Linked DNA regions of Ovis aries: region 1 is linked to region 2. Evidence: chromatin contacts called from public Hi-C data. All regions are on one chromosome and are shown on one strand. Each heading gives the region's core, a stretch centred on a gene start, on an enhancer-like site or on the middle of the called end of the contact. The rest is flanking DNA. Distances are from core to core; before and after follow the strand shown.

Region 1 (5,059 bases), core at 1,875-4,374, 180 kb before region 2:
CTTGCACCAGATGGAGACAGTCCCAATGCTATGCCTCCCCTTCAACACACACACACACAACACACACACTTCTCAGCCATCCCTCTCCACTCTCAACTGAACAGTCCAACACTGGAAAATCCTCTTTCTTTCACAGTGAAAGCACTTCTACCATGAAGGGGTAAACATTTGCTAAGTCATGTAAGAATCTTTGCCTTCATTACCAAGGAACATCCCTGTCCTGTCTTATGTAAAACATAAAAGGAAAAAAATTTAAATTCTATGTCTTAACATTTTTCCCATTCCATTGGCCCCCAAAGGGGACAGTTCTGTGATTCCTCCAGGGCAAACTCAAGCCCTTCGGGTACATAATCCCATAGTATCCTGACCTCGTTTGCAGCACGTGGGGCTTTTGTAATTGTCACTTTCTTGGTGTTTATTAGTGTAAAATCTGCCTCCCCTGACAGACTGTAAGGTGCACGCTATAGTCCTCATCTACCCTCTAAAAACACTTACTGCCTGCCTGGAATGCATTCCAACTTATTCTTGGGTTCTCCAGGCATCAAGGATGTCCCCTACATCTTGTCTTTTTTTGTCAAAGTCAGAACCTGCCTTCTTTACAAAAGTAATAACAGGCTTTCTTTCATGAAGATGCAAACTGTCTATCCTTCCTATACTGAGTCCTACTGGTCGCTGAGTTTTCAGCAGTTACATTCCCTCTTCCTATACAAGCCATATCTAATACTTCCTAAAAAGATGACTATGATATGATATCCAGGGTTCCCCTACAGGGAATGGCGGGAAGGTGGAAATCAAACAGGTGACTGACCAATACTTCCCTTTCCTTCCAGGATTAGAGAATGTCACAGCTCAAAAACATTAGGGATCCAAGATCTCAGCTTACAGATGAAGAAACTGATGCTGAGGAGGTTCCCATGCATTGAGCTAGCATGGTGAGCGTTTATGGCATACATGGTCCTGCACTGTGGCAGATACAAATGTGAGCAGGAAACACATCTAGTCCTATTTATCCAATAATCCAAACATTACAGCTAGGGCCATATTTTCCCAAGATTATAAGACTTAGACAGGAATTCCTTGACGGTCCAGCAGTTAGGACGCCACCCTTCACTGCCGAGGGGGCAGTGCAGAGTGGACCAAAAAAAAAAAAAAAAAGAGAGAGAGACCACAAAGTCACAAGGCTTAGTCACCTAGACAGGTCCTCTTATCCACTAAAAGGTGTTTGTCTCAAGAAAGAGAAAAGGAGGGAAGAGGGGAAAATATTGAAAAAATTATGTAACCTACTACCTCTCCTTAAGCAATGCTCGTCCTTCCAGGGAGAGCTGATTTTCTCAAGCAGATAGTATCAGAGTTTGGGAAACAGGCTTTCCAAACTCTTCTAGAGTATCCTTTTGCAAGGGTAGGGGAAGCACCCAAGATCTCCTATTTGAATCCCCTACTAGGGGGAAAAACAAAACATCATTGCTAGTACTCCCATCAGAGGAAGATCAAGGCAGTCCAAGACTCAAACAGTTCAAACACAAAGTCCACTAAGATGTCAAGGGCTGGTGTCAAGGCTACCTAGCTCAACCTGGAGAATGAGACTAATAATTAAACCAGCAGGCCCTGGTAGTATATGCCTATGTACAATCAAATGACCCCCTGGCAGCCATGATGTTAGACTCCAGGCAATTTTGGAAGAGAAGTCTGCTTTGCCTTTTTCACAGAAGAACCAGCAGGCTAGAGATAGGTGGAAACTTTACTTGAATGCATAAAATGTTAAGAACCATTCAGGGAAAATCTGCCTTCATTCCAACGATCTTAACTAGGCTGAAAACCTGCTGGTCTTAAAAGCAGCAAAGCCCAAAACCTGGAGGAAACTATTAACAATAGCTAAGCCCAAGGACTTTCCAGGCATTCCAGTGGTGAAGACTCTGCTTCCACTGCAAGGGCACAGGTTCGATCCCTGCTTGGGAAACAAAGATCCCCACATGCCACGCATGGAGCAGCCAAAAATAATAATTCCTCAAGAGTCAGAAAGTACTGGATTCAGGTCCCCACTCTAACCCTTAAAATAATCAATTTCTAGGGCTGTGAGAATGAAGTGAAATCTTGTATGAAAACCATCTCACTAGGAAGGATGTGATTTCCATGAGGGCCGATTTAGCCCCCTGCTGTGTCTCCAGAGTCTAGACTAAGAGCTGGCACAAATATGGTAATTCTTCTCTGCATGGGGAAGGGGTGGGAAATAGCACCCACAATCTCTCTCATTCTTTCTTGTCTAGAAGTGGAGGCCCATTTTTGCCTCCTTCAGGGCTGCAGACGGCGCACCGACCCTGCCAACTTAGTTCAGCAAAACCATCCATTCCAAACACCTTTCACCCCCGTAAGCGATCACCTCATCCCAGCCCTCACGGCCAGTCCTCAGGCAGCTTCTTGCCCTCCGGTAGGCAGCCTCCCACCACCAGGACTCCTCCAGCCTGGATTCTAACACGGATGTGTGCAGACGAGCGAGCAACCCATGACGCCCCCGCTCCTCAGCCTGGCACACGAAGGTACTGGAGGCCATAAGGGGTCCACAGGTAGCTCCTTCTCTTGCCACGTGGCTTTGGCAGGTGCAAGCCCAGCCCGCGCCGCAGCCTCGCCTGGGCAGAGTCAAGACAGAAATGCAAACTCCCTCCTGGGATCTGGGGAATAAAACCTGGCACAGGTAGATGTTGCAGGAGGCGTCCTCTCAAGATCCTTACCTGGACCCGGGAGAAACAGACTGACACAGCTGCTTCCAGAAGCAGCCCGCTTTGGCAGCCAAGCCAGGATGCACTTCTGGCCTCCGCCCGGGAACCTCCCCTCGCCCCGCCCGCACGCCCTCCCTCTGGACCAATCACAAGCCGGGTGGCCCCCGGCAGCCACGTGGGCGAGGTTTCACCATTCCCCAGGTCTGTGCAGCCCGCCGCCTTCTCCCGCCTCTCCAGCAGCCCGCCTGCGCAGTGGGAGGGCACATTGACGCGCTTGCGCACATTGGGGAAAGCGGAGCTGGACCCCGCCCCGTTCTGCTGCTTTGCTCCTCTGCCGTGCGTACGGGGGACGTCGGGGGCGGCGCCGTCGCAGTTGCCCCTGGTAACGGGGGAGGCAGGAGGAGGAGGAGGAGGGACTCGGCGGGAGGATGGTGAGTGTGAGGGCCTGGGTCCCTCCGGAGCTGGTCGGTCACCTGCTTCCCTTCCCCTGGCCCAAGGCAGGGCACTGCGCTTAAAGACAGGAGGGAACGGACTGGCGCTCAGCCTGATGTCCGGGTCCTGGATTGGTTTCGGGGGGCGGCAGGGAGTCCCGAGTGTGGGCCCTGGAGAGAATCTGGGCCTGGGGAGGAAGGCGGAGCTTGCAACCTGTCCGAAACTAGGGGAAGGGGCTGGAAGGGTGCTGGGTTGTCGCGGTACGGAGCCAGGGCTCCATCATTACTCTGGGGATTGGGATGAGGGCGGATCCGAGGAGCTGCGGAGAGCAGCTTCTGCACGCAGGATTAAATCTTCCCAAGGAATCGGCCTCCCAGTGCCGCAGGAGAGTGGGGTTCACCAGTGCCCGGCTAGAAGCGGGGAGAAGGGCCAGCGCTGCTGTCTTTGAGGTCGCGCTGGCGGTACCAGGGGAGATGGTAGCCTAGCTCTCCTGTTCCTCGCGGTGTGAGGGCCTCTGGGGGGTAAGGGTGTAAATCCCCGGACACAAAGAGGTGCCGCTTGGAAGGGATGTCTGGTGTATTTTAAGCCGTCTCGGTGTCTGAGTGGCGGGCGCGCTTCTGCAGTCCCGAGTTTTTTATTTCCTGAGGGTTCTGCAAGGTCTGGTTGTTGGTGATAGCCAGTCTCCTGTTCAATACGTGTTGGTGGAGACAGATTTGCTGCCCGATCCTTAGTATTTACTTCGGACCTGTTGCCACCTTCCTTTGCATATGACCACACCAGAAGCAAAGGCCTTAGTCTCAGTTTGGAGTAGATTAAAAAAGGAGAGTGGCCATCAGTTTGGGGCTAGCCTTGTCTCTGTCAGGCCAGAATAAAGCTTTCCCAAATACGTAAATTATGTGACGTATTTGACGCTTGACACTGTTCCTTGTTGATTTCTCTGCACTTAATTGGAGGGTATTAAAATGAAATTGAGTGGTTTTAAAACTAGTGGGAGAAACAATTTATTTCGGAGCGTTTGGAGCAGGCTGATAAATTTACCAGCTGCAGAAAGCTAGCACTCAAGCTTACAGTTCCTTCCCTGTCCCAACTCCAGTCCCTTTTTGACTTTTAGAACTGTTGAACCACTTCTATTGATTTATGAAGTAAGAAAAAGCTAGATGTCCAGAAGGAAAAAAAAAAACACATGTACATTTGGTTAGATTATCCAGTGAGTAAATTTTGATAGGAAAAATTTATTTCAATTGATTTAAAATTGTCACATTGTTAAAGAAGTAGCATTATTGGATCTGAAGTTGCCAATCACATTTCAACACTTGCTACACTGCAGTTTTATTAACCTCAGGCTAAACAGATTTTTAAATGTTTGCTTTTTATTAATCGTTTATACATGAGCTGTCCATTTAAAGGCTAAGTTTTTCTCAACAAATGAGTACAAACATAAATATTTACACAGAAAATAACTAGAATTGAAATGAAAAAGGCATGCCAAACCAACAGAGAAAGGCATGGCATCATAAAGGAGAAACGCATGAGAGCGGGCTAACTTTTCCCAGTTTGTTTATCAGTGAAGTGGACTGTGTAATTTCATGACTGTTTAATTTATAATTACAAGCCACAATAAATTAACCACTGTTTATGTTTCCAGGTACAGATTGACACTTTATACAACAAATTGACAGTGTACACAACACTATTGTATACAACTGTTGTATTCAGTGATCAAGACAGATTTTGTTTTTCTTTTTTTAATTTTTTTTCCTACAATAAATAATAAGGAATTAGGGCAGATTATTCAGGAGTCTTCATCTGGTTTCCAAAATACACTTTTTTTCTATCTCCAAAAGTATGAGCTATTTTTAGAACTCGATAAGTGGAACACGGAATTTAAAGGGTCAGTGGTATGATTAAGTATG
Region 2 (5,048 bases), core at 1,897-4,396:
ATATTTTGCACTTAGAAAAAGATGTTATCCCAGGACCCAGATCATCCCTCAGTGTAAGTCCCTGAACACCTGACTTCACAGGGAAGTTGCCAGAGTGACCCAGGGCACTAGCTCTACTTCAGCTCCCTGACCAGTAAAGCCTCAGCTTTCAGCCATGATGTCCCAGTTGGCTAGTCAAGAAAGTCATCCTTCTGTCACAAGAAAAAAGAATCTCAATACCCTGGGCCACAGCCAAACTGAGGCAGCCTCAGTCAGTCATCCTGCTATGAACACTGAAGAGGGCTTATAGGATCCTAAATGTGAAGGTTTATCAGTGAACCACTTTCAGGACTTAATTATGCAACCCCTTCTGAATTTTAGAAAGAACCAGTCCCTGGGCTGTTTCTTCTCATTTATTTCTGTATCCAGGCAGCATTTCTAATTTCACAAAGTGCTATACAATCGTTTTTATTCATCATTAGATGCTGGCCCATCTTTTAAGATAAGTCCTGACTTGGTTAACAAACTTGCAGCAACATGGGAAAAAAGGTTCACAGGGAGATGGAGGAAAAAGCAGATTCCCAAACTAATCTTAGTCCTTTGCATGTGTTCAATATCTTTTTCTTTTTTGCCACACCTCATGGTTTGTGGAACTCCCCCAACCAGGAATCGAACCCATACCCCTTGCAGTGGAAGCACAGAGTCTTAACCCCTGGACCGCCAGGGGAGCCCGTGTTCAACACCTTTTACAACTCTATCCTTCATGTCCACTTGGGTGACATAATAACAGTGGCCCAAGTCTGAGAGGGGATTTCTCCTTATACTCAAACAAGGCCTGAACAAACAGCATGCCAGAGGCAGGTCCCCTTTTTCTCACGAAGTATGCCAATAGAGTCCATCACTGTACATATTTAAATATAGTGGTACAAACCAACAAAGACCTACTGTATAGCACATGGAACTCTGCTCAATGTTATGTGGCAGTCTGGAGAGGAGAGGAATTCGGAGGAGAATGGCTATATGTGTATGTAAGGCTGAGTCCCTTCACCATTCACCTGACACTATCACAAACATTGTTAATCGGCTATATACCAATTTAAAATAAAAAGTTTATGTACTGAAAGGAAATTATACCAGATAGCAATAAGTCAAGAAAAAGAAGTAAATGGTAAAAAAAATGATAAAAATGAAATAAAATTGCCATAATTTGTAGATGAAAATAAATAAAAAGTTTAAAATGAGTGATTAAGTTATCAAGAGCTGCTTTTTACTCAGAAGACCTCTTCAAAAACTCCTCTCAACCAAAGAACACCGTGCCTGCCAGAGAAAACTGTGCTGCAGGCCACACCTCCTTCTGGCTACCAGACAGAGGCAGGCTGCTCCTGCCGCTCTCCCCACGGAGCAGGTGGTTGCTCCCCAGGCCCTTCACACTGTCAGCCTCTCCACAGCCTCCCACAGACATAGGGAGCTGGCCTCCGCCCTAGGCAGCCCAGCTCCTGCAATCTCCAGAAGAAGTAAGTGGTTGCCAGGGAGGGAAAAGACTCAGCCCTAAAGGAAGGTAACCAGTAAAGACATCCACTCTACTCATTCCCCCTTCGGGGGTACCTCCCCTTTGGTCACACCCCAAGTGCCTGCCTTGAACAGTCTTTTAGGAGCCAATGAAGGAGTTCATCTAATACAGTGCCTGCATGAAAGTGGTTTTGTACAGATTCAACTAGTTTCTTAGTCAACTTTTAGTTCAGCAAGACCATGAAGAAGAGTCCCCATAACAGAGGTGGCACGAAGAAACAGGTTACAAAAAGAATGGGAAACGAGAAAAGACCATTCCTTCCCCAGGGGCAGTCCATGTGTACATAGGTCTGATCTTAACAGAGTTACTTAGGGATTACTCTCAGCTCCCCTGAGGAACTGTTGCCTACATCTGGGCGCTCCAGCCCACAAAGTTACTCTTAATATCTCACTGAAGGATCCTCCCGTGTCCAAGTTCCGGATCTTCGTCGTTAACAGCAGCCTCCTTCAATCCTGAGCCAAACCATGGATCTCCCTGACCCAGCCTGCCCCTGTTCTAGCCAGTGACCTAGACCAAAGCAGCCGCGGAGCCAGAGGAAGCTCTGCATGGAGTAAGAGAACTGTGCAGAGTAAGCAGAAAGTTGATCGGGAGAAGCTGCTCCATCAAACTTCAAACGCAAAAGCACTGCACTGATATGAATGTCTGAGCTCATCCGGAAGGTATCAAAATGAGACCTCCCCCTCATCCCCTCACAAGCTCAACGCTCACATCCTAACCCACAGACCCACACCCGCCCCTACCCTGTGCAGTCCCGTGCCCTCCGAGCTCGGAGCTCCTCCGGCCGCGCGGCTCCAAAGCCTTCTCAGATGCTCCTCAGGCCCCGCCTCGCCTCCCCCATCTCACTTCAGCCGCCCCCCTTCGGCTTCCACGCGCCCACTTAGACCCCCTCCAGGCGCCCCCTCCTTTCACCACGTTTACAGTTCCCTCTCTCCGACCGTCGCCCCCTCAGCTTCTACCAACACCCCCAATTCACTCCATTCTTCTAATGCCAGTTAACCCTTCATCCTCCCCTCCCTTGCTAACCCTTCGCTACCCGCAGGCTTCGTTAACCCCTTTGTCCCCATTCCTAACTTGAGCCTTAACTTCTTCCCTCACAGCAGGAAGCCCTCTTCCAAGTGCTTTAACCACTCTCCTTTCCCCTCCAATTCCCTGGCAAATTACTTCGCTCCTGGCGCTTTAACCCTTCTCAGCCCGCCCCTGTCGGTCTCCGCGCGGCCCAAGACGTACCAGTACTTGACGATAGCGGTAACCTGGAGCGGGTTCGGCTGGTCTGGGTACAGGCGGCGGCACTCTCCGTAGATGGCGTGCAGTCCTGGGGGGAAGAGCGACGCGAAGGCCGGAGGGGCAGTAGGGCCAGGGGCCGGGGGCGCGGTGGGGCCGGGGGCGCCGCTAGGCCGCAACTCCGCCATCGGGGCGCGTAGGGTGCTGGGGGGACCGGGGAGGGCAGACGAGGGGGAGAGCACTGACGCGCCAGCAGGCGAACTCCTTGGGTGCGACTCCCGGAGGCGATGGGGGCTGCAGCGAGGTCTAGGCTCCGCGCCTGCGCAAGGCGCACTGTCCGCCCAGGCCGTCGCCGCGGTGGAGACGGCCAGAGGGTGCCTCGGGGGCCGCGGGGCGCTCAGGGGGCGGGGTGCCGGCGCGCCCTATTCCGGTTCCATTGGCCAATGTCTGTGCCAGTCACAGGTAGGGAAGGCGTGACTTGACAATAGGTCCCGCCTCCCTCTCTCTCCCAGAGTTGTGGGGGTGTTCCAAGGCTCTTCGCTTCCCCCTAGCGTTAGGAGGAGCCCAGGATTAAATAGAGATATTGGGACATCCTCTGAGGTGCTAGGGACCCAAGAAAGCTTTGGGAAGTGCGCCGACAAAAAGCATGTCACTGTTATGCTAATACGATGCTCAGAAGGATTTATTTAATTTATTTATTTCAGAAGGATTTAAACATAAATGTAACAATGGATTGCTACAATGGATTGCTTCCTTCGTCCATGTAGCATTAAAAACGGGATTTTTTAGTTTCTAAGGCACCGGGTTGGAAATTATTTTCCTGCCTGCAATAACTTTACTTATAGTAATGTCTTCCACTCAATAATCTTGAAATTTCAAGAGAAAAGGATAGAAGAGAATCCTGACTACTGGCGGAAAGTCCTGACTACTGGCGGAAAGTCCTGACTACTGGCTATTAACTAAAGATCCCCACAACATGAAGGAAAAGAGGAAATAATTTATTAGAGAAAAATGCACTGGGCTCCTTAGAAAGCAGTAACACATAATCTCTCAATTCCATTTTCTCATTCATCAGTGTCATTTCTGCTGCTGCCACTGCTGCTAAGTTGCTTCAGTCGTGTCCGACTCTGTGCGACCCCATAGACGGCAGCCCACCAGGTTCCCCCGTCCCTAGGATTTCTAGCTCCCCATGAAAATTAAAGATATACTAGAGCAGTTCCTGGGCTTCCCTCGCAGCTCAGTCGGTAAAAATCTGCCTGCAGTGCAGGAGACCTGGGTTCGATCCCTGGGTCGGGAAGATCCTATGGCGAAGAAAATGGCAACCCACTCGAGTATTCTTGCCTGGAGAACCCCATGGACAGAGGATCCTAGCAGGCTACAAATCCATGGGATCACAAAGAGTCAGACATGACTTAGCGACTAAAGAGAGACAGAGAGAGACAACAGTTATGAAGCTATTAGATGAAGGATGTTTTAATGACCAAAAGATCATCTGTACCAGTAGTTCCAAATGTCAGTCTTCAGACCAATACTAGTATGTTGCCAGGTTTACACCTTTCCAGGAAAAACATGAGAAAATCAACCAAAAATATTTTGTTGATTATTTCCAGTACTTTGGCCACCTGATGGGAAGAACTGACTCATTGGGAAAGACCCTGATGCTGGGAAAGATTGAAGGTGGGAGGAGAAGGGGACGACAAAGGATGAGATGTTTGGAGGCATCACTGACTTAATGGACATGAGTTTGAGTAAGCTCCAGGAGTTGCTGATGGACAGGGAAGCCTGGCGTGCTGCAATCCATGGGGTCGCAAAGAGTCGGACACGACTGAGCTGAACTGAACTGAACAAAAATATACCTTTTTTTTTTTTTTTTCAAAAAAAGCAAGCCTTATGCAATATACTTTCCTTTGTTCTAGGAATATGTTCCTCAGCTGTATGTATACTAAAATTTCCTTTTATTAGACTAAGAAGGTGGTTGAGTTCAGTTCAGTTCAGCCACTCAGTCGTGTCCCACTCTTTATGACCCCATGAACCGCAGCACGCCAGGCCTCCCTGTCCATCACCAACCCCTGGATTCCACCCAAACCCATGTCCAGTGAGTTGGTGATGCCATCCAATGATCTCATCCTCTGTTGTCCCCGTCTCCTGCCCTCAATCCCTCCCAGCATCAGGGTCTTTTCAAATGAGTCAGCCCTTAGCATCAGGTGGCCAAAATATTATTGGAGCTTCAGCTTCAAAATCAGTCCTACAATGAACACCCAGGACTGATCTCCTTTAG

Evidence for each region. A called contact is a pair of places that touch in the nucleus more often than the background predicts.
Region 1: a contact with region 2 is called in a Hi-C map of hypothalamus, with 4 times the contacts expected there. The contact joins the promoter of ARL3 here to the promoter of SUFU in region 2. A contact is called at or near these places in 2 of 16 Hi-C or Micro-C datasets (hypothalamus and skin fibroblasts).

Annotation. Positions count from the first base shown.
Region 1 is chr22:23,057,895-23,062,953 of ARS-UI_Ramb_v3.0, reverse strand. It overlaps ARL3 (ADP ribosylation factor like GTPase 3), which reads left to right and starts at 3,124. Exons shown (of 6, transcript NM_001162553.2): 1 at 3,124-3,145. The coding sequence starts at 3,143. It overlaps SFXN2 (sideroflexin 2), which reads right to left and starts at 2,796. Exons shown (of 13, transcript XM_042238855.2): 1 at 2,727-2,796.
Region 2 is chr22:22,878,440-22,883,487 of ARS-UI_Ramb_v3.0, reverse strand. It overlaps SUFU (SUFU negative regulator of hedgehog signaling), which reads right to left and starts at 3,146. Exons shown (of 12, transcript XM_015103389.3): 1 at 2,777-3,146. The coding sequence starts at 2,958.